Linked DNA regions of Mus musculus: regions 2, 3 and 4 are each linked to region 1. A link is a contact called in public promoter capture Hi-C data. All regions are on one chromosome and are shown on one strand. Each heading gives the region's core, a stretch centred on a gene start, on an enhancer-like site or on the middle of the called end of the contact. The rest is flanking DNA. Distances are from core to core; before and after follow the strand shown.

Region 1 (5,321 bases), core at 1,669-4,168:
TTGTGATCCAAACAACCACACGCTGCTTTACTTTTTGTTGAATTCTGGTATTCAGACAGGATTTCTGAACTCCTGGCCTTAAACTCCGGCTTTCCACCACCATTTGCCACCAACTATGATTATAGGCATGCACCACCGTTCCTTGTGCTTTCAAAACAGTGTACTAGGAAAGACAGACCCCAATAGGCAGGGAAGATCTACATTCTGACCTCCAGATTACATTCTAGAAGAAGGTATTCATAATCGCAATATAAGATGCAGGAATGAAAGCTACAATAGAGATATATACACTGTGAAATCCTAAGAATAAACTGAGATTAAAAAAGAGCAGGGGCTGTGGAAGTGCACAGCCACCCGTTGGCAGAGGCAGGCAGATCTACTCAAGCCTGGTCTACAGAGTGAGTTCCAGGACAGTCTAGGCTGTCTTGAAAAATAATGTGGTAGTTAGAGGCAGGATTTGAAATGTGAGGATTTTAAAACGTTAAGCTGACATGCCTCAAAAGATGAGCACCCAACATTAAACACCTTTTCAAGAATATTATGAGCCCAGGGCTTGTCTTATTCTGTGTGGCTAAAGAAGAAAATCTGTGCAATAAGGCTGGATTAGAATAGACATGCTACGGAGACCTTTAAGCTAACCTAGAGAAGGAACACTTCATTCTTGGATTTATAAAGTTAGGATCTTAGCCTGGCGTGGTGGCGCACGCTTTTAATCCCAGCACTCGGGAGGAAGAGGCAGGCAGGCGGATCTCTCAGTTCGAGGACAGCCTGAGTTCCAGGACAGCCAGGGCTATACAGAGAAACCCTGTCTCAAAAAAAAAAAAAAAAAAAAAAAAAGCCAAAAATAAAATAAAATAATAAAAAAAATAAAGTTAGGATCTATGCTTTATTTGTTAAGTGGAGATCTGTGCTCCAACTTTAAATGTTTACAAATAATTAGGTTGCCTTACAAACTGGTAACATTTTACTACTAAATTACTATGTGGTTCCCACCTGTAATCCCGGTTATTCCCTGGGCTGAGGCAAGGACAGAGAAAAATTCAAGGATCCCCTGGCTACAAAGTGATAAGTGTCTCTCAAGAGTAAAGAGCAGGTCCTCTCAGAAGCAGGTTCTGCGCCTAACATGTGCGAGGCCATCCTCAGAACCACTAAAACTACAAACTAAATCACGGAATGTAGTCTCCCCATAGCACAAACATCACCGCTTGAAATAGGTAAATTCACCCAACAACGTCTGTCTTCTGGGAGGCTGACAGTTAAAGACAGTTCTTAAAGCCCACAGATTCTTTAGTATATCAAAAACCAAATTATATTTTCTTCTAAAGAATCCACGCTCTTTAAAAAATGTCTCCAACTGTCTATTAAAAAAAAAAGCACCCAAACTCAGCGACTTGGTTAGATCTCAGTGGCGGGGCTCGAGCTTAATAAGCTCGAGGTGGTAGCTTCGATCACTGGCATCAAAAATAAACAAAAATAACAACGCTCACTTTCCTATAACAACACACCTCTAAGAATGGCTGCCGTTTGCTTTAGGAACCGAAAAATCACAAGATCCCATGCTGGGGACACAACTCAAGTGGTGGAGCGCTTGCCTGACATGTGTGAGGACCTGGATGTGATTCTTCACGGTACCAAAAAGAAAGGTTCCACAAAGTCAACAAAAACCACCTGTCTCAAAAGGACCATGTGTGTACCTATCAATTCAAAAAGCAGAGTCGACTCTCCAAAAAGTCAACCAAAGGCAAAAGTCATGGGCCTTACAGCTCGCAGATGAGCTCCGGACACGGTTCTCTTAGATGTCCTGGACCAGATCCACTCAGCCCTGTGGCCCGCTTCGCGAGTGAAACTTTTTCCCCCGCCCAGGACTCACCCGAGCCAAGCACAGGACCATGTGGAGCTCACGCCAACGCCGGAGAGACTCGGAGCGCCCGCGGCTGTCCGCGGGGAACGCCCCACAAAGGTCTCCATCGCTCCGCTACACCCTGACGGCCCGGGGTCTCGAGTCAGACTCGTCCCGGGGGGCGGAGATCCCGCCCGCGGGCGCGGGAGACGAGCCCGGAGGCTCGACTCTGCGGCCATGTGCCGGCACCCGCCGCCAGGGTTATGTAACTAACGCCCGAGCGCTGGAACGAGCCGCACCGGTCGCGGCTCGCGGACGCCGCTTCCCCGCGAGGCGGTGCGCCCGGCCTAGGCCCCGGGCCTCGCCGCCCCGGCCGCCCCGCCCTCGGCGCGCGGGCCTGCGGTTCCCCACCCTACCTGAGCCCGCGGGCCAGGCCGCCAAGGGCCCCGGCGTCGCTGCTTCCGTGCGGTCCGTCACAGCATCTCCCGGGAGACACGGCCCGGCGCGCGCCCCGGGCCCGCGGAAGCCGCTTCTCGCTCAGTCTCTCGCCGGTCCCCTCAGGCCCCGGGTGCTCCTTCGCCCAATCCCGGCTTCGAACTCGTCCCACCGCCCGCGCCGCGTCCTCCCCGCTGGCGACTCGACTTACTGGGCTGGCACCGCTCGGGCCGCGCTCTGCGCATTACCCCGGGCGCACTGCCCGAACCCCACACACACAGCCTCTCCGCCCAGGGAAGGATCGTGGCCAGGGCGGGGATCCGATCGCAGATCGCGCTGCGGGGCTCGGACTTCTCGCGAGGGTTCCGGCCTCTGGCGCCGACTCCGCGGGAATTTTCAAACTTTCCCTACTAGGCCTTTCGCAAAGGGAGAAAACCGAGACGACGCCGGGAAGAAAGATTCATTTACGTACAGCAGGGTCTCTCCGCCTCCTAGGAGCAGATAGGCGAAAGACTACAAGTCCCATAGGGCTTTGTGCGCTGGGCGTAGTGTAGGGCGTGTCCGGCTTTGCGGAGCAAGGGCCGGCCTAATCTAGTGGCGGTTCCTGCTGGCAGCCAAGCGATAATCTTTCCGTCTATGACTGCTGCTCTTGCCTCCGTTTTTTCCGTTCTGTGCTCCAACTCTTCAAGGAAACGCACACACACACACAAAACCCAGACTTACTGAGAAACTCTTACTCTCATTTTTTTTTTTTTCTCAAAAAGCAGAGAGTTCAGGTCGCCTAGCCTAATCTTTTGTCATATATCTGACGCTGGGTAATTCTGCTGGCAGAGCTTCGTGCTTGGCATGCACGAAGCTGTAGGTTCCATTATGCCAAACCTATGTTTTCTTTTCGATTTGTTAGTATTGAGAGACGAGGAGTTGGGCAGACCCTTAGTAGACAAACAGGGACATGAGCCATGGCGAATTTCCAAGATGGCCAGCTTTTTTTAACCTCCTGATTTGAGACAAAAACCTGGCAAGCTTTTATCATCTACCTGCAGGTCACCTGCTGATGGACTGGTTCAATAAGTTCAAAGCCTGATTAGAACACGTTACACAACTGTAGTGGACCGATCAACCATCCATCCTTTCTGCCTTCAAACTGACCAACACTAAAGTAGGTCAGGGAGGTTTTAGAGGTTTTACAACCCCCAGGCCTCAAGAAGAGACTGGATTTTTCAGCTTCTCAAATCCCCTCTCTGTTTTGTAGAAGGTCTTTTTCTCTGTGTGTTTACTGCCTGCAATAAACGCCTTTTTAACTGCTAATTCTGCTACTGCTTGTTGTGCTTTGCCTTTTAACTCTTCTAGTCTTAACAGTTCTTTTTTTTTTTTTTTCCTTTCAGTTTGTTCTAGACATGGTTTCTCTGTGTAACAGCCCTGGCTATCTTGGAACTCTCTTAGTAGATGGGGCTGGCCTCAAACTCACAGAGATCTTCTTGCCTCTGTCTCCTGAGCCGTGGGATTAAAGACCTGAACCACCCTTTCATTCTTTTAACTATCAGTGAAAACAGATCCAATCAAGATCCCTAGACTGTATCATTTCTAGACTGTATCATTTCTAGACTGTATCATTTCTAGACTATCATTTGGAGCTCATCTTTGGGCTTTCTTCTGTAGACTATCAGTATCTCTCTTTGAAGCTAGACCCAGCACCAAAGAATTTTCAAACAAATGAAATAGAATGTGTCTTTATTACTGAGTTGTAAGAGCACAGGCAGAATCAGGAGGATCTCTGTGCGTTCAAGATCAGCCTGGTCTCCATAGTCGTTCCAAGGCTACATAGAGAAACCCTATCTCAAACAAACAAACAAACAAACAAACAAACAAACAAACAGAAGGGGGAAGAGAGAAGGAGAAGACATTAGTAGACTGCTTTAATCAGGAAAGCCTGTCTCTACTACTCTCTCTCTCTGCACAATTTTTGAGATAAAGCTGCCTCTTAGAAATAAACTGTTTATCTTTGTGACTTTTTCTTTATTCACTGCAAGATGTAAAAGTGTGCTAGTTTGCGCAAGGTATTATTCTAAATTGTGAGAGGAAGAAGTTAGACAAGATTTTGCAGTAAGTGTTGTGTGGTCTGGTTCTGTTTTGCTGGTAGTGAATGGGGTGTGTGAAGACTGTCTCATGTGCACCATTGGCCTTAAACTCAGTGTGTAACTGAGGATGACAGTCAGGGCTGGGGTTACAGGCATGCACCCCTTTCCCAGTTTTAGGTGGTTCTTAGGATCAAATTCGAGGCTTCATGAACGCTAAACAAGTACTCTACCAACAGAACTACATCCCCCATCCCTCTTTCTTATGAACTAATTTTCTGTTTTCAAACAGAAAACCTGCCTTTGTCCTACACCCATGTTAGTTTCCATCCCTGCCTGCCTTCCTCTTCTGTCTATATTCCCATCCTTTGGAACAAATTTCCTTCCATATCAGACTCCTTGGTAGTAAGAAGAAGATGGATTTTCAGCCCAGGAATTCTACCACTGAGCTTAGTAACTGGGGAATCAGGTGACCTTTTGGGCGTTTGTTCGTTAATCATCTGCAGAGCACAGAGGACTGACACAGAGCACAGAGGACTGACACAGAGCACAGAGGACTGACACAGAGCACAGAGGACTGACACAGATTCTTTAGGCTGAGGATTAAAAGTCCAGGGGTGGGGGTGGAAAGAACTGGGCGTGGTGGCACACACCTTTAATCCCAGCACTCGGGGAGGCAGAGGCAGGCAGATTTCTGAGTTCGAGGCCACCCTGGTCTACAAAATGAGTTCCAGGACAGCCAAGGCTACACAGAGAAACCCTGTCTCCAAAAACAAAACAACAAAACAGTTCAAAGTACTGGCTGCTCTTCAAGAGGACCAGAATTGGACTTTTCGTTCGTTTCTTTTGTTTTTAAAGGCAGGATTTCTCTGTGTGCCCCTGACTGTCCTGGAAATGGGATTAAGGTCGTGTGCCACCACAGTCCAGCCCAGAATTGGATTTCTAGCACCTACATAGTAGCTCACAACCAT
Region 2 (5,239 bases), core at 1,194-3,693, 2.0 Mb after region 1:
AAAACGAAAGTGCTTATCTGGTGATAAGAGGTTCATTACTGAGCCTGCCTCAGTCCCCCTAACTTGTGAGATAGCATCTCTGGGATAAGGAGTATGCTTGGGAGCTGTAGGAATGAAGTCAGACTGGCAGAAGCGACCATGAGGGCCCTCGGGAAGCAGGAGAGCACTGGCTCACATCTGCACAAGGAGGAGGGGCACAAAAAAGGAAGGTGACAACAGAAAACTCTGTCCATTTCAACACTCAGTTCCAAGTTGCCCGGGACAAAGAGGAAGGAAATGTGCTGGGCTTCCTTCTCTGAATCCCCACCTCTCTTCCTCCCCAGATCAATTAGGTTCTCCTACTCTTTCCAAAGTTTGAGAAAGCCCACAATGTCTTTCTATATGAAGGTGCCAGTAGGATCTCAAACAACACTTCAAAAACTTGCAATAGGAGCACTTTGTGGCTTGGGGACCGCCTGCATCTTTAAAAGGCCCTGGAACAGATTTATTCTGAACTATCAGAAGCATCCAATCCTTGCCATTCATCCCATCCAGGTACTAACCACGTCTGATCCTGTTTGGCTTCAGAGATCTGATGAAATCCAGAGGATTAGAATGGTATGGCCCTAGACTCACTGCTGTTTCTCTACTGCATCTTGAAGACACCACATTAACTATGAGTCCAACAAAGAACACAAGTCAAAGTTTAAAAAAAAAAAAATTCTATTACTTATTAAATAGTAGGTAATACATAATCAAGGCACCCAGTAGATATTTGAGCCTCAATTTTTCAAAAATATGCCTATAATGTGTAATATAAAATTTGATCCCCAGAAAAAAAGGGAGGAAAAGAACTGAGACTAGCAGGGCATGGTGGCTTTAATCCCATTCTTTGGGAGGCAGAGGAAAACAGACCTCTGTATGTTGAAGGTCTGCCTAGCCTGCACTGTGTTCCAGGACAATAAAGGCTGTGCAGAGATCTTGTCTCAAAAAAACAAACAACAACAACAACACAAACCATGAACTGACACTGATGGTGATATTTTATATAGCATGTGGAGAACGACCTTGTCTTAGGAGACAAAAAAAAAAAAAAAAAAATGGGCTGCCAACAAGATATGAATGCCACTTTGCACAAGATCCACACAGTCAGTGGAAACTACATAACACATCCCAAAATATTGCCCAACAGGAGATAATTATACTGGATAGGACAAGGAGGCTCCAGACTCCCGTGTATTCTTATGCACCCAAGTAACGCATAAGAGACGCACACAGGCTTCCCTAAACAAACAGGTTGTTTGCAAAGAAAAGTCACTCGCTAAACTGTACCCTCAACCACATACCGCAGAAATTCAAGAATCCTCAGGCTTTTTTCCTGTCAACCCAGATTCTTGCTAACCCGAGGGTCATTTGGCACTGAACGCCTCACATATTATGGTACAATATAACACTATGTATCAGTGTGGCCGATTTCTTTCTACGATGCTCCGGTGCGTTACTAAGATCTTTAATCGTTTCCCCCCCTCTCCCAAATTCACTTAATGTGGCAGAAAGAAAAAGCTCAAATGGTGGCTCACAGCTACCCTTTAACACCTGAGCCGGCACAGGCCTGCTAGGCAAAACGCAAACAGGAAGGCGTTCGCAGGGTCTGTGCCCCTTCAGAGCCGTGCAGGAGAAAGCTGGCTGTCCTGGCAGAGTGGCCTTTTCCCTTAATACCCAAAAGCACGCTAATCTTAACAGTCCTTACTCACTCCCGCCCCAACTCCCCAGTCAACGCTCATCATCACCCTCTCTGTCCGTATTAGGTCCTCCATCCCGCGCTTCTCTGTAGCCCCATCTTCTAACCCTCAGAGCAGCTGCTACTTTGTAGCCCCAGATCTAGTCCTGCTCCTGCACCTGAGCCACGGCCCTAGCACACCAAGTGCGCTACACAGGGCGGGCGGGCGCAACGCCAGGCCAGCCCGCCATCGCCGAAGTGCCCCGGAGCAGGCCCTCCGCACCCCAGCGCGCACTGAGTGGCCCTCGAAGCTGCTGGAGGCGCGAGGTCCGCTGTCACCGCGCAGAAGCACTCAGGAGGCCCGGATAGGCGGGACGGCGCCCTGGCAGGAGCCAGAGGCGGTTAACCCCTCCTCCGAAGGCCGCCCGCTTTCCGAGGGCCGGGAAGCCGCGGCGAGCACAGCCCAGCCCGGCCCGGCCGGGGCACCCAACGCGCGCGTCCGAGACGGGGATCGGGGGTTGTCCGCCATCCGAAACCCGCGCTCGACTTCCGGCCCGCGCGGCCCCAGCCTCGCCGGCCGCCCCGGGGAACCCGCTCTCCACACGCGGCGGAGTCCCGCGCCGACGCTCACCTGGCCGCGCTCCGGCGGGAACTCCAGCCACTCCAGGACAGTCACCAGCAGCCAGCGGCGACTCCGCGCGCGACACAGCCGGCCGCGCTCTCGCGCCCCCGAGGTCCCGCCCCTAGCGAGGCTGCCCTGAGCTCCCCATTGGTCCCTCGACCTTTTGAATCATCGCCGGCGCTGGCGATTGGTCGAGGGCCAGTGGCGCGTCCAGCCCGCCCGCTCGTGAGCGTCCGGCGTCCCCACCCGGTTTATCTCCGCAGCCCAGGCACCAAGCCGCGCTTTGGCTCGCGCCCTCCTGCGGAGCGATCTAGGCCGGCGGTCTGGGAGGAGGGTGAAGCTCGCGCGACGCCAGGCAAAAGCGTCCGCTGCTGTCACCCGGCTCTCGGTCCGTGTGTAACCTCGGGAGCCAGCGGGCCGCGCGCTTAGTCCGGCCACGGCCGAAGCCCGCGGGCTTCGCGTCCCGCCTGGACCCGACCCCAGCAGGCCCAGGCCGGAGCCCCCAAACTCCCCCCCCCCCTTACACTTGCCACCACTGGTTGTTTCCTTCCTCTCGGGTTGAGAGTTCAAAGCAGTTCGTTAAAGCTCCCTACTTCGCCGTGCTGTTTTTAAAGGTATTTCCAACATCCCTTATTAAATACATCTGAGTGTCTTCCTGCCTCGGAAGCACTGTGGGTTCAGATGCAAGGCTGAAATAAGTCTTTTCATCCGCAGCGTGGCTTCAGGTGCACAGCGCTGTCACCTTCTCAGCTACAAACGAGTGAGTAAGTGCGTGCCTCGGAGCCCTTCCTAAGAAAGAGTGCTCACCACGATTTGATTTGTCATTGCCGTTGGGGTTGCCCTGGGTGGAAATCTAAACCACAGATGTGTGCATCAAGAAACCTCTAAACGTAAAGTTTGGCAAATCCCTTAAGCTTCAGCTCTTAAAGACGAATCCTACTCCGAGTCCTGCGGCAAATAACACAGGAAAACACCATGGGAAGGATGTCGTTTGAGATAAATTCTACTAATACCAAAGACATCCTTCACTCCTCAAACCCAGAGCCAAGGTTCCGTTGGGTTCCCTCCACAGGACATATAAGCATTTTCACTTACAAAATAAAAGACCAGAGGCGGGGAAACCTTGTAAACTTTGGTTTATAGTTTCTTCAAAAGGACCAGGCCAGTGAGGCTGGAGAGCCAGCTCAGATGATAAAGAACCCTGCCTTGAAAGAATAAGAACTTTGTGAGCACTTGAGACCCTCAGCACTAAAATTAAAACAAGAGGAAGGTGCTCTCAAAAGGCTGTAACTATAATGAAGGGGACAGAGGTAGCTGGGGACAAACAGATCTCCCTGGACTCAGTTGGTAACAGCTAGGATTTTGTGAGACACCCTGTCTCAAAGAGCAAGATGTTGCGCAGTTGGAGAAAGACAACTTACACTAACCTTTGGCCTTCATGTATACACTTGCACACACACACACACACACAAATAAGCCTGTATACGAATTCAACATCATACCTTATATTCACTAAAGATGTTTGTGTGTGCAAGGCATGGGTACATACAGAACTCATTCCTGCTTTTCCTTAACATTTAACTTTAAATTTTTTAATTTTATTAATAAGTTAGAAGAGGTAAGGACATGGATCCGGACCTACTAATTAATTGTGAAAATTAGATGCAGCTGTTCATTGGGAAACGCAGCTGGCAATAATTCCTTATAACATTCTCTTATTTCAGATTCACGAAATTGCCATTTGTAATCAGTACATTCAGGTAGATGAAATGTTTGTTTGTTTTTTTAACCACATGTATATCAGTAAGTTCTTAATGGATTTTGGGTCTTTCTCTATCTAAATCTCATGGTTGCATAATTTGCAATTAGATGTGAGTTGTAGCCTCACTGCAGCCTGTTTAAACTACCAAGTTCATCTTTTTCTTTAAAAGCTAGAGGTGGAGCATAAACCCTTTACCCTTGGCCAGCCACACCCCAGCCCCTGGTAAATCAATCCTAAAGATCCCTTTCTCTGACTGTTAGCTAAGAAGTAAGCCTAAAAATATGTTTGGATGCTCTCAGAGTCCAGAAATACTTCTCTGCAGAAAAATATCCCAACTTCAGCAGGACACGGGACAGCCATGCAGAAACCCTGGCCTGCTGGAATCTGAACAGATGTGGTGGTCTCTGGACCTCCCCAGGCTTGCTCTTTATCTACCCCACCTCACCAGCTCTCCAGAAGTCTCCACAGACTGGCCGGCCCTTCCTTTGACACTCTAGAATGTTCCTCTCTTTTCCAGAGTGCAGCATCCCAGGAAAACTTCACAAAGTACTTGCCACACACAGGGCTCTGTGCCACAGGCATCCATACTCATAGAGCATAGGAAATACGTTTTATACACTTTGTATCTGTGCCCATTAAGTTCACCAGTGAGCTTGCTGACTGTGAAACTGTGTTCTGGGTGTCCTCCAACTGTCCTGGGTGTCCTCCAGAAAGCCGGGTTCTATCTCCTTGAGCTTCCTCCAGTGTGGATAAAACCTACACAGAGAAATCCTGTCTGAAGGGAAAGAAGACAAAAGACAAAAAGCATCGGAGCTCTCCTTCAGGGAAATTCTCCCCCAGCCTAGTGGATGTGTAAAACCTATACCTCGGGTGTCTCTTGCTGCTGCCGCTGGTCCTGCTGGCGTTTTCTTCAACTGTGCTAAATGGCCTTTGCTTTTTTTGTTTTGTACCCTCTTTATGTAGAGCCTCTCAGTAGGCCTTGAATTCACAATGATCTGCTTGCCTGCTGGCATTAAAACCATGCACCAGTCGGGCGTGGTGGCGCACGCCTTTAATCCCAGCACTCCGGAGGCAGAGGCAGAGGGATTTTTTAGTTCGAGGCCAGCCTGGTCTACAAAGTGAGTTCCAGGACAGCCAGGGCTATACAGAGAAACCC
Region 3 (4,985 bases), core at 1,979-4,478, 2.0 Mb before region 1:
AACAAAATACAGTCATTTACTGGCGGAAAGTGGGAAGGGTAATAGGTTTCCTAACAAGCTACTTCTGTGCTATTCTGTCCTCACACCTTACCACCTTCCTCAGCCTTGCCCTGGCATAGCAGACTCCTAGGCTAGGAGTTTCTTATAGGCACAAGCTCACCCTCTCTGGCATTTCCACTGCAGAGCTAAGTGTTGTCCGGTAGATACAGAATAGGTGTTCCCTGGATGAATCATCAATCTGTGACTGCTCTTCTACTTATTTTTCTCCTTTCCATTAAAAAAAAGAATGCTTATATTGATCTAAAACCAACAGCAGCACAGCAATAATGGCCATGCTTTGGTTCAAGTCCTACACACTTATTTACCTACACATTTATAAATAACTGTCTATGATCCTAAAGCAAAAGACAGGCCTTCAGTGCTCCAATAATGAAAATGCCATTAGTTTTGCATCTATTTCTTCCCCAAAAGAAATCCTATTGATTAAGATGTATAACAGTGGAAATGCCCCTTTAAAAACATTTCAAGCTGTTTTCTAAGTCAGGGAATTATTTTGTGATTCTACTTGAAATATGGAATGAATACACACACACACTCCTCTCTTCCTCTCTCTCTCTCTCTGGAGAAATGGCATGTACACTCTAACACAGGATACATTTTATTAATATAAACCTGTTTGAATATATACTTAATTAGCATATAGTGACTGTACAAATGGTTGACTCATTCTGACACGTTAACACAGATGGATCATGTACTTTGATCATATTCATCACTCTTTGTCCCAATCTCCTTTCTCCTTCCTCTTTCCAGATAGTTCTTTCTTGTCTTTTTAAAATTTTCCCTTTGGATGAGGAAACATACTACATTTGTCTTTCTAAGTGTGTCTTACTTAGCAAAATGTTCTAATTCCATCCATTTTCCTGTAAGTGACATAATTTTTTCTTTATACCTAAAACCCAAATTATGAAATAAACTCAAAAATCAATCCAAGCCCTAAATGTCTTTCTCCACTCTATACATTCCACTATCTTCAGTGTTGTAACTACGAGAACTTCATTAAGTAGATACTGAGTTACTAATGCTGGTCAAGTAAGTTAGTTACAAAGATGAATCATCACAAAAGAGAAATGCTACAGGGTCAATGGTGCCATTAAGAACTTGGGAGGCAGTTCCAGGCCACCCAGGACTACAGCTTGAGTTCCAGGACAATACAGTGAAACCCTGTCTCAAAAAAAGAAAAGGAAGGAAGGAAGATAGATGCTTAAAGTCTATTCTTTACCTTCTTACAGCTAATGAGATTAGTAAAAATTCTAAAGCACACAAGAACAAAATGTAAGGACTATGTAAGTAGTAAGGAGTTTATAAGAGTGAGAAGTCTGACCATTTACTTCTCGGCTGGCCTCCTCCTCAATCTTTCCTCTGGGGATTCCAGAGTCATCAGATCAGACTGATACATGACCTCCCTCAAGAACACTTTCTTGGTAACATAGTAACACCGACAGTCTACAAACTGATTCTATAACTTTTTAAAGGTCTATTATTTTGAAACCCTTTTAGAGAAGTGCCACAACGGCTTTGTACAACCACACACTACTCCTCGACGCAGCTGGACCTGTGCACATTTTCAAGTAAAAAAGCAAGCAGTCCTCAAGTCCATCCTTCTGCCCCGCAAGAGTTTAGGCGCTTTGCTAAATCTTCAGCCCAGCTACCAGATCTGATTTTAAAAGTGAAAGGTGAAGGCTGGGCTTTGGATCACCTCCTAGGCGAGTCAGATTCCAGGCCAACACCTGTGAGAGCACCATTAAATATGCATGTTGCCAGACAAGCTGCTGGAAGAGAAAGAACCTGTGAAAGAACCCTGTGAATTGAAGAATGGTGGTAAAGCGGCAGTTGGAGCAATAGGGCTCCACACACAGTAAAAAGATGACCCAAGTCAAAGCACCTGGCCTTTTACAGGCCGGTTTCTTCATACGTTTCAATTTTAGGTAAAAAAGCTTTCCACGATTAGCCTAGACCACAAGGCACCCCCACACAAAACCATGTACCTTCAGGGAGAAAAAAATTCTTACAATCTAAATACGCCACCATTAACTTCCAACACTGCACCTTGTTTTGAATGTGGGAACTGCTCATTTATTTTGAATTCTGAAACGGGGATGATAGTTTTCTGAGAGCCTTTTTCAAAGGCCTACCCTCTAGGCTGCTTCAAAGCAAATGACTAATAAGAAAAAAAAAAAAAAAAAAAAAAAAAACTAACACTAAAACCCACGTGTCTCCGGGTAGGAAACACTGGATTTCCTGAAAGTCAACTTTTTATATTACCGAAGCATTGTAAACATTTCTAAATTATCCGACTTGAAATCTCCGTATTTAGTTGCCTCACACTCACTTTTCAACTTACTGGGGATTCCTTAAGGACCGGTGAGTAATAAAAACAGATCTCCCCTTAATAGTAGTCTATGAAATACGAGTTAAAAACAAAAAACAAACAAAAGCACCGGAGGGCCCCAAACAGTCTCATCGCCCCGTAGCGGATTCTGCTATCAACAAAGTGGACCGATGGAGGCGAGGTTCTGCGTGCCTAAGCCTGTAGGTAATGCAGTGCTGAATCTCGATTTCAGGGAAATTGGGGAAAAGGACCCTTCCTAGTCCGCGCCGGCGGGTGGGCCTGGCCGGGTCTAGCCAGAGTCCCGAGCAGGCCTCGGGCGGAAGCTCCCTCAACTCTGCCCGCGGCGCACCGCCAGCCCAGTCCCCAGACCCCGAAATGCAGCTCCAACATCGCGCATCTTCCAGGTTCCTCCAGAGTCACCCGGAGCGTCACCGGAGACTCCAGGGCAGGGGTTCCCCGCAGCTCCCAGCCCGAGGGACGCACCTCAAGGTGACACCTCACCGCGCCGGCCGTCCCAGAAAGGGCCCGGCTTCCCTCACCTGGCAGCGGCACACGATGTCGGCGTCCTGCGCCAGTAGATCCACCACCTTCCCTTTGCCCTCGTCGCCCCACTGCGCTCCCAGCACCACAGTCACCCGGTTCCCTCCGGACCGCGCCCTGGGGCGGCCACAGTCGCCGTTGGGCAGGGAGGTGGCCGCCGGGCTGCTCTCGGAGATCGACATGGCTCCCGGCAGGGCAGAAGAGCCTTAAGGAGACGGGGCAGGAGAACGGAACGTGAACCCAACTGCTGCGCCGCCACCAGCCACATGCGGAGGAAGAAGGAGCCAGAGGCCGGCCCCGCCCCCGCCCCGAGGGCCGCCACCCTCTCTCCAGGCCCCGCCCCGCGCTCCGCCGCCCGCCCGCTCAGGGCGGGACCACACTTGGCGCAGGCCGAAGCCTCTGCGCGGCCCGCAGGCGCCACGGCCTCAACTGCCGCCACCCCAGGGCGGAGGCCACACCCCATCCCCGGCTTGGCGCGCTGCTCCGGGGAGAACCGCGCGAGAGCGGAGGCCAGGGGGCGGGGCTAACGGAGAGTTCCGCCCTCTGTGCCCGCCCACCAGCCTCTGGCCTTTCAAACTCGCGGTAGGGAAGGGGGTGAAAGAGTGTGGAACTACAATTCCCAGCATGCAATGCTCTGTGAGATGGCCAAGGCATGGCACCACAGTGTCAGGGTTGGCTGGTTTCGGTCTCTAAAAGCCAATTTGGTTTTCTGTGTCTAAACACTTGGGTATCTTAAAGAATGAAATACCCTTACAAAATGTAAACTGGGATTTAAAAATATGTGGAGGCTGGAGTGGAGCCGAATAAATTTAGAACTGAAAAGGGACTAAAAGTGCAAACTAAAAGCAGTAAAAATGAAATCTAGAGATAGCATCCTAACTCTTCCCATTTTTACAGTATCTGGGGCACAAAGATGAGTCAATTGCCTATGTCATATCCGAATGTACCTGGGTTATTTGATCCCCACAACCTTAAAGTTTACAATATTTTGTAAAATACGTTCGTTCTACAAAACAATTTCTCTTCTCCCATTTTTTCTCTGTTGAAGTGTTGGAGATCAAATTCAGAACCTTGTAATTTGATGCGAATACTGTACCACTGAGTTATTCGCCCCCCAGACCTTCGAACTCTTAAATAGCTTATCAGTTCCTCTCATGGGCGTTAAAATGGTACTTTGGACAGTTTGCAGATTGAGTAAGCCTAGGTGCTTCTCAGTGTTTTAATTGTAACTGATTACAGAGTGTGCCTATTGTCTATCTAATGTGGGTTTATCTATGTATTTATTTACTTATTTATATTATTTGTGTGTGAGAGGTCACATACCATGTTGTGTGTCTGTCTGTCTGTCTGAAGGCCAGCAGAGGGCCTCAGATCCCTGGGAGTCAGAGCAACAGGTGGTCGTGAGACATCTGAAAATACAGCTGTTCTCAACCTATGAGTTGAGACCCCCTTAGGGAGTCAATCAACCCTTTCACAGGGACTGCATATCAGATGTCATATCTGTTAGGTATTTACATTATGATTCACAACAATAGCAAAATTACAGTTATAAAATAGCAGTGAAGTAATTGTATAGTTGGGGGATGGGGCAACCACAACCTGAGGAACTGTATTAAAGGGTCACAGCATTAGGAAAGTTGAGAACCACTGAGACAACAGGTGCTAAAGAGGGAATCCAGATGCTCTGGAAGAGCAGCACGTGCTCCTAACTACTGAGCTGCCTCTCCAGCCCTGATCTAATGTTCTCACTGCAACCCAAACTGTGACATTAAATTTTGGTAAAGGAAATAATTGCTTTGAAAAAAGACTAATAATAAAGAATGTAGCTCATTGCTTGCTAGCACATGTAAGACCTAGGATTTAATACTCACCATTACAAACAAATCCATATGGCATAGAATCATATCCTGTGTGCTGTCTCCCAGTGTCCTGATCACCGAGCATCTATAAAGTCCAGTTTTACATTGCATAGTTCTCCTACTCATATACTAATCAGACCAGTCTCTGCTTGAATTCTATGGTGGGCAGGGTTTCAGGTGTGATTATAATAGGA
Region 4 (5,030 bases), core at 757-3,256, 2.3 Mb after region 1:
TCTTTTCTTTGCTTATTTCTTTTTTTAAAAAGATTTATTTAGGGGGGCTGGTGAGATGGCTCAGTGGGTAAGAGCACCCGACTGTTCTTTCGAAGATCCGGAGTTCAAATCCCAGCAACCACATGGTGGCTCACAACCATGTGTAAGGAGTGTCTGAAGACAGCTACAGTGTACTTACATATAATAAATAAATAAATCTTAAAAAAAAAGGACTGAAGGTTTGTCCCAGAGACTGCTCAATGTTTAAAAAAAAAAAGATTTATTTATTTATTTATTTATTTATTTATTTATTATGAGTATGCTGTTGCTGTCTTGAGACACACCGGAGGAGGGCATCGGATCTAATTACAGGTGGTTGTAAGGCACCATGTGGTTGCTGGGATTTGAACTCAGGACCTTTGGAAGAGTAGTCGGTGCTCTTAACTGCTGAGGCATCTCTCCAGCCCTGCTTGTTTATTTCTAAGTAGCCCAGTTTGGCCTTGGACTAAATAGCTGGGACTTTCCGCAAACTCATGACATAAAAAAAGAAAAAGAAAGAGCAAAAGAAAAAAAGGAAGGAAGGAAAGAAGGAAGAAAAGAGAAAGAAAATGAATGAAAGGAAAGAAAAGAGAAAAAATGAAAGAAAGAAAAAGAAAGAGAAAGAAGGAAAAAGAAAAGAAGTCGGGCAGGGGTGGCGCACGCCTTTAATCCCAGCACTTGGGAGGCAGAGGCAGGCGGATTTCTGAGTTCAAGGCCAGCCTGGTCTACAGAGAGAGTTCCAGGACAGCCAGGGATACACAGAAAAACCCTGTCTTGAAAAACAAACAAACAAACAAACAAACAAAGAAGAAAGAAAGAAAAAGAAAAGAAAAAGATAGGGAAGAGGAAGGCAAGATGGGGAGGAGAATGTGGCTAAGTTCAGTGGCAGAGACCTTGTCTAGAATGCACAATCCTTAGCACTGAAAACCCAAAACAATACAAGACAAAACAAAACAAAAAACCCAACAAAACTGTTTAAAGCTGATCAATGGGGGCTGGTGAGAGGGCTCAGGGTTAAGAGCACTGACTGCTCTTCCAGAGGTCATGAATGAGTTCAAATCCCAGCAACCACATGGTGGCTCACAACCATCTGTAATGAGAAACAAAAAATAAAAACAACAACAGCAACAACAACAACAAACCTTTGGGCCCGGATTGAGGAGGGGCAGAGCAAGATGGAGAAGGGAAGGGGGAAAAAGCAGCTCAATGGACAGGGGGATGTAATTTTTAGTAAGAGTAAACATTCGTGGGGCCAGGAGTGAAGACAGAGGAAATGAATTACAAGGAGGCATGAAGAAATTTCTAGAGGTGAAAAATACCCCCATATATTGATTATGACATTAGGCAAGTAGGTATATGCTCTGTGGCTGTGTGACGTGTGTGTATATGTATTTTTTTCAGAATCCATGATCGTATATTCTCAAAGCCGATGTTTACTGCACACATAAACTATATACCCCAATAAAATTTCTTTTAAAAGCTGTCCTGTGTCACACTCTGCCTGAGGGAAAGACTCAAATTTCGTATCCTAGCAGATGCCACAGTGTAGCTTCCTTCTCTCTGTGCTTCTTCTCTTCCTCCATTCCCTTGAACACTACTGTTCCTCTTAAGTACACGTACACTGCAGATCTTAAATGTGCCTAGAGGTCTCGCCCTTCTCTACTCCCTATTCAGTTTGTCTCACCTCTGGGAGCCTTGCTCCTTTTTGTTCCACTGACCCGATACAAAAGTCTACCACAGAAAGTTTTTGGTTGCGCGTCCGTTATGTCTCCCCAACTCCTTGATTAGGCTTTGAGTGTGACAGCTGCGCCTTGTCATCACCACGACTGTGACTTGGGTACCAGGTCACAGAGCTCCTTAGTCTTTGGAAAGGCAGCACAGGCACTATCCCCTCCAGCCCTGCAGGCGGCGCTGTGGCAGCCGCCCTCTCCTCTCCCGACCTCTCAGAGCGGAGGCCCCGCCCCCCGACATCACGCCTCCTGCCCATTGGACAGGCGCGCGGCCGAGGCTGGCCAATGGCGTGAGCGCTCGTGAGCCTCCGTCTTTGCGCCGCCGGAGTGCAGCGCTGTGGGCGGTTGCGGGAGAGCGGCGGGCCGCCGGGGCGACAGCGCCGTGACTCGCTTCGCGGCCTTGTTCCTCGCTGCCTGAAGCCACGATGCCTCAGTTCCAGACCTGGGAGGAGTTCAGCCGGGCGGCCGAGAAGCTCTACCTGGCGGACCCCATGAAGGTGAGTCGCTGCAGGGACCGCCCTGGGGCCCGGGGCTTCTCTACCCTTGGCGCGGCCTGAGCACGCCCAGGAAACAGTCGGCCCACCCGGTGCCACTGTCCCTTCGTCTGCTTCCGACTGACCCGGAGACCCAGTGACCCAGCGAGGCGACCCCAGCAGCTACAGGCAGGGCGGTTTCCGCAGCGCCGGACCCCACAGCGGCCTGCACCCGGGGGAGCTCCTAACTTCCGCTCGGGATCTGGTTGGTTTACGTGTCGCTGAGTGGGCTCCTCCCCCTGCACCGTCGCTTTCCTGTCCGTCGCTTAGTTTAGTGCCCCTTTCCTTTCCTACCCAGACCCGAGAGTACCAGCTTATAAAATGGTGCTACTGTACGTCCCAGTTAGGAAGCACCTGCTCTACTTTTTTTTTTTTTTTTTTGGATAGTGGGGATTTTTAGTCTTTTCCTGGACCAGTTGAAACATGGAGACTGTTTGCACTCTCACGTTAGACATAAATGTTTGCAAGCGGTTTCATTCCCCAAAGCAAACTACCCAGTCCCATCTCAGCAGTTCAGAACAAGTTCCGGGAGGGGGACACAAAGGTCAGCTTCATCATTCCTTAAAGGATTGTTGAAGGTATGGTAGACGCATGTTTTATGAATATACACGTTAAGGAAAAAGAAAACAAAAACAAAAAAACCGATGAGCAGCTAACAATCTCAAGAACCCGGGCTCAGTGCATAACACGAACTCTGTGTGTGTGTGTGTGTATCATAATGAGACTGCAGAGACACTCAGCATGCAGAACTCACTTAAGGATGGAAAGAGGGAATCTACTCCTTAAATTTGCCCTCTGACCACACATCTCTCACACTAACATGTACACACACAGACACACACATGTAAGTAAAAATCAAAAATATATTGGTACTGGCAGCTTGCGGTGGCAGTACTTACTACAGGATTTTACAGGGAGCATCTTTTACTTTTGGTTGTGAGCATAGCCTTTAGCAGCTAAGCCATCTCTCCAAGCCCACAGGAAGCATCTTTTAAGAAGGTCAGTCCATTAATTCTTACGTATGTCAGTGTTTGCTTGTGCACATGGGGTGCCTGCCCTGCTGGGGTCAGAAGAGGGCATTGAATCCCCGGGAAATGGAGTTAGGCATGGGTGTGAGCCACCTTGTGGGTGCTGGGAGCCAAATCTGTGTCTACCTGCATTAGAACCACAGGAAGACCAGAGTAGACAGTAGAACATTCGGAACCATCCTTGTGTATTTTTAAGCTCCTATCTTCTCATGCGTCCTAGATGGGCCTCATTAATGTCCTGTGGAGATGAGAGTGATCTTGAACTCTGGGTGTTAGCTCCCCCGGCCCTTCTTTTTATTTCTCAGGAACTCAGAGATCCGCCTGCCTCTGCCTCCCGAGTGCTGGGATTAAAGGCGTGTGCCACCACACCCGGCTGCAGGCTCCCTTTTTAAGGCAACATTTAAAACTAATGATCTTATTAAAGTGATAATAAATGGCTAGGTAGATTAGGTATTTTTGAAATTGTGTAGTTTGTGACAGTGGTGGCTTCTTGTATGTACTTTCATGTGGTTCATTTCCTCAGTTGGGCAGTGTGCTGTAAGGTGGTATAAGGTTTGTCCAGAAGGGCCTGATACTGACAACAGTATACAGTGTCTGCATTTAGTAAAGAGACTGTAGATACACCAGCACACATTGAGTGACTATTTGAAGATGTAGTTGCGGGGCCAGTGAAAGTAGAAGTGTCAGGGAGTTGTGATGAGAAGGAGACACAGAGGAGGAGCTGGCCAGATCTGTCCAGGAGAAAATCCTTGTGGCCTCCAAACTTAAGTATAAACCCTGGATCTGAACTCCAGTCCATTCTGGTCCTCGTAGGGCTAACGAAGACAGTTTGTTGGTCTCTAGGATTTGTGTGCGGGAATTCTGCTTTCTGTACCCAGCACATTCAGTGTGGAACCAATGTACCTTTTCACCCTTTACTCTTCCCTTTATGGCTTGAACTGAAATGCTGTTGCTGGTGAGCTGAAAGAGCCCGTGGTTGCTCTGTCTTCCTTTTAGTCCCTCCCTTACGTTTCTGCTACCGTGGTCTGAGAATACCGACACTGCCGTGTCCTCTGCTTAAAACCAGTTCTTCATTGATTACTGAATGAAGTCCTGACTCCCAGTCGCACTGTCTTGATTCAGTCATTCTGGCTTCAGACTTGGTGAAGCCATAGATACATCAGCTCTTTGTTCAGAGTGCTTATACTTTCTTCAGCCTTCTCTATATGAAAACAAAACATGTATTTTCAAAGCCACATCCCAAGAAAAGTGGTTCTTGGCCTCTTTTTCCTTTAGCACTTTTACCAGTATTTTTCTTTATAGGACTTTTTTTTTTTAAATAGACTTAATTCACTTTATTTTTCTTGTATAAAAACCCTCATATGATAGCCACAGATGGAACCTGGGTCCTCTGAACAGATACTCCAGTGTGGGTTTTCACAAGGTGGCCAGTGAATTCCTGATAAAGAGACTTGAATAACAAAGTTTCTTTCCAGAGGTCAGGGGTCAGGTAGCTGTAGGTCTTGGAGGTTGCACCACTGGTGGCCTTGGCAGTGTTATCCAGGGTGGCAGTGCAGCCCCTGGCTGATTAATGGCACTTATCAATATTGGCCATCATTAGTAGTTTTTTGGGCACAGGAGCAGAGACAATGCCAGTGCTTCTGGGGGCAGAAATAAGATGCACCAGCACAGAGCCACAGTGGCCTGTCACCTTGCATGGGACATTGTGGGGCTTGCTAGTC

The links. Capture Hi-C pulls out chosen DNA fragments and counts their contacts.
Region 2: a promoter capture Hi-C map of liver shows a contact between it and region 1, with 3 times the contacts expected there. The contact joins the promoter of Lbr here to the promoter of Ahctf1 in region 1. A contact is called at or near these places in 1 of 39 promoter capture datasets (pre-B cells), 1 of 115 datasets of contacts at active chromatin or transcription factors (large pre-B cells) and 2 of 9 other capture datasets (adipose tissue and liver).
Region 3: a contact with region 1 is called in a promoter capture Hi-C map of liver, with 3 times the contacts expected there. The contact joins the promoter of Adss here to the promoter of Ahctf1 in region 1. A contact is called at or near these places in 1 of 39 promoter capture datasets (pre-B cells), 2 of 484 Hi-C or Micro-C datasets (B cells and CD4 T cells) and 2 of 9 other capture datasets (adipose tissue and liver).
Region 4: a contact with region 1 is called in a promoter capture Hi-C map of liver, with 2.4 times the contacts expected there. The contact joins the promoter of Srp9 here to the promoter of Ahctf1 in region 1. A contact is called at or near these places in 1 of 39 promoter capture datasets (pre-B cells) and 1 of 9 other capture datasets (liver).

Annotation. Positions count from the first base shown.
Region 1 is chr1:179,801,097-179,806,417 of GRCm38.p6, forward strand. It overlaps Ahctf1 (AT hook containing transcription factor 1), which reads right to left and starts at 2,919. Exons shown (of 36, transcript NM_026375.2): 1 at 2,257-2,919.
Region 2 is chr1:181,839,958-181,845,196 of GRCm38.p6, forward strand. Lbr (lamin B receptor) reads right to left here and starts at 2,444. Exons shown (of 14, transcript NM_133815.2): 1 at 2,331-2,444.
Region 3 is chr1:177,793,281-177,798,265 of GRCm38.p6, forward strand. It overlaps Adss (adenylosuccinate synthetase, non muscle), which reads right to left and starts at 3,229. Exons shown (of 13, transcript NM_007422.3): 1 at 2,932-3,229. The coding sequence starts at 3,114.
Region 4 is chr1:182,122,731-182,127,760 of GRCm38.p6, forward strand. Srp9 (signal recognition particle 9) reads left to right here and starts at 2,007. Exons shown (of 3, transcript NM_012058.3): 1 at 2,007-2,245. The coding sequence starts at 2,174. It overlaps Gm33725 (a long non-coding RNA gene), which reads right to left and starts at 2,036. Exons shown (of 3, transcript XR_373761.4): 1 at 1,703-2,036. It also overlaps the pseudogene Gm17968.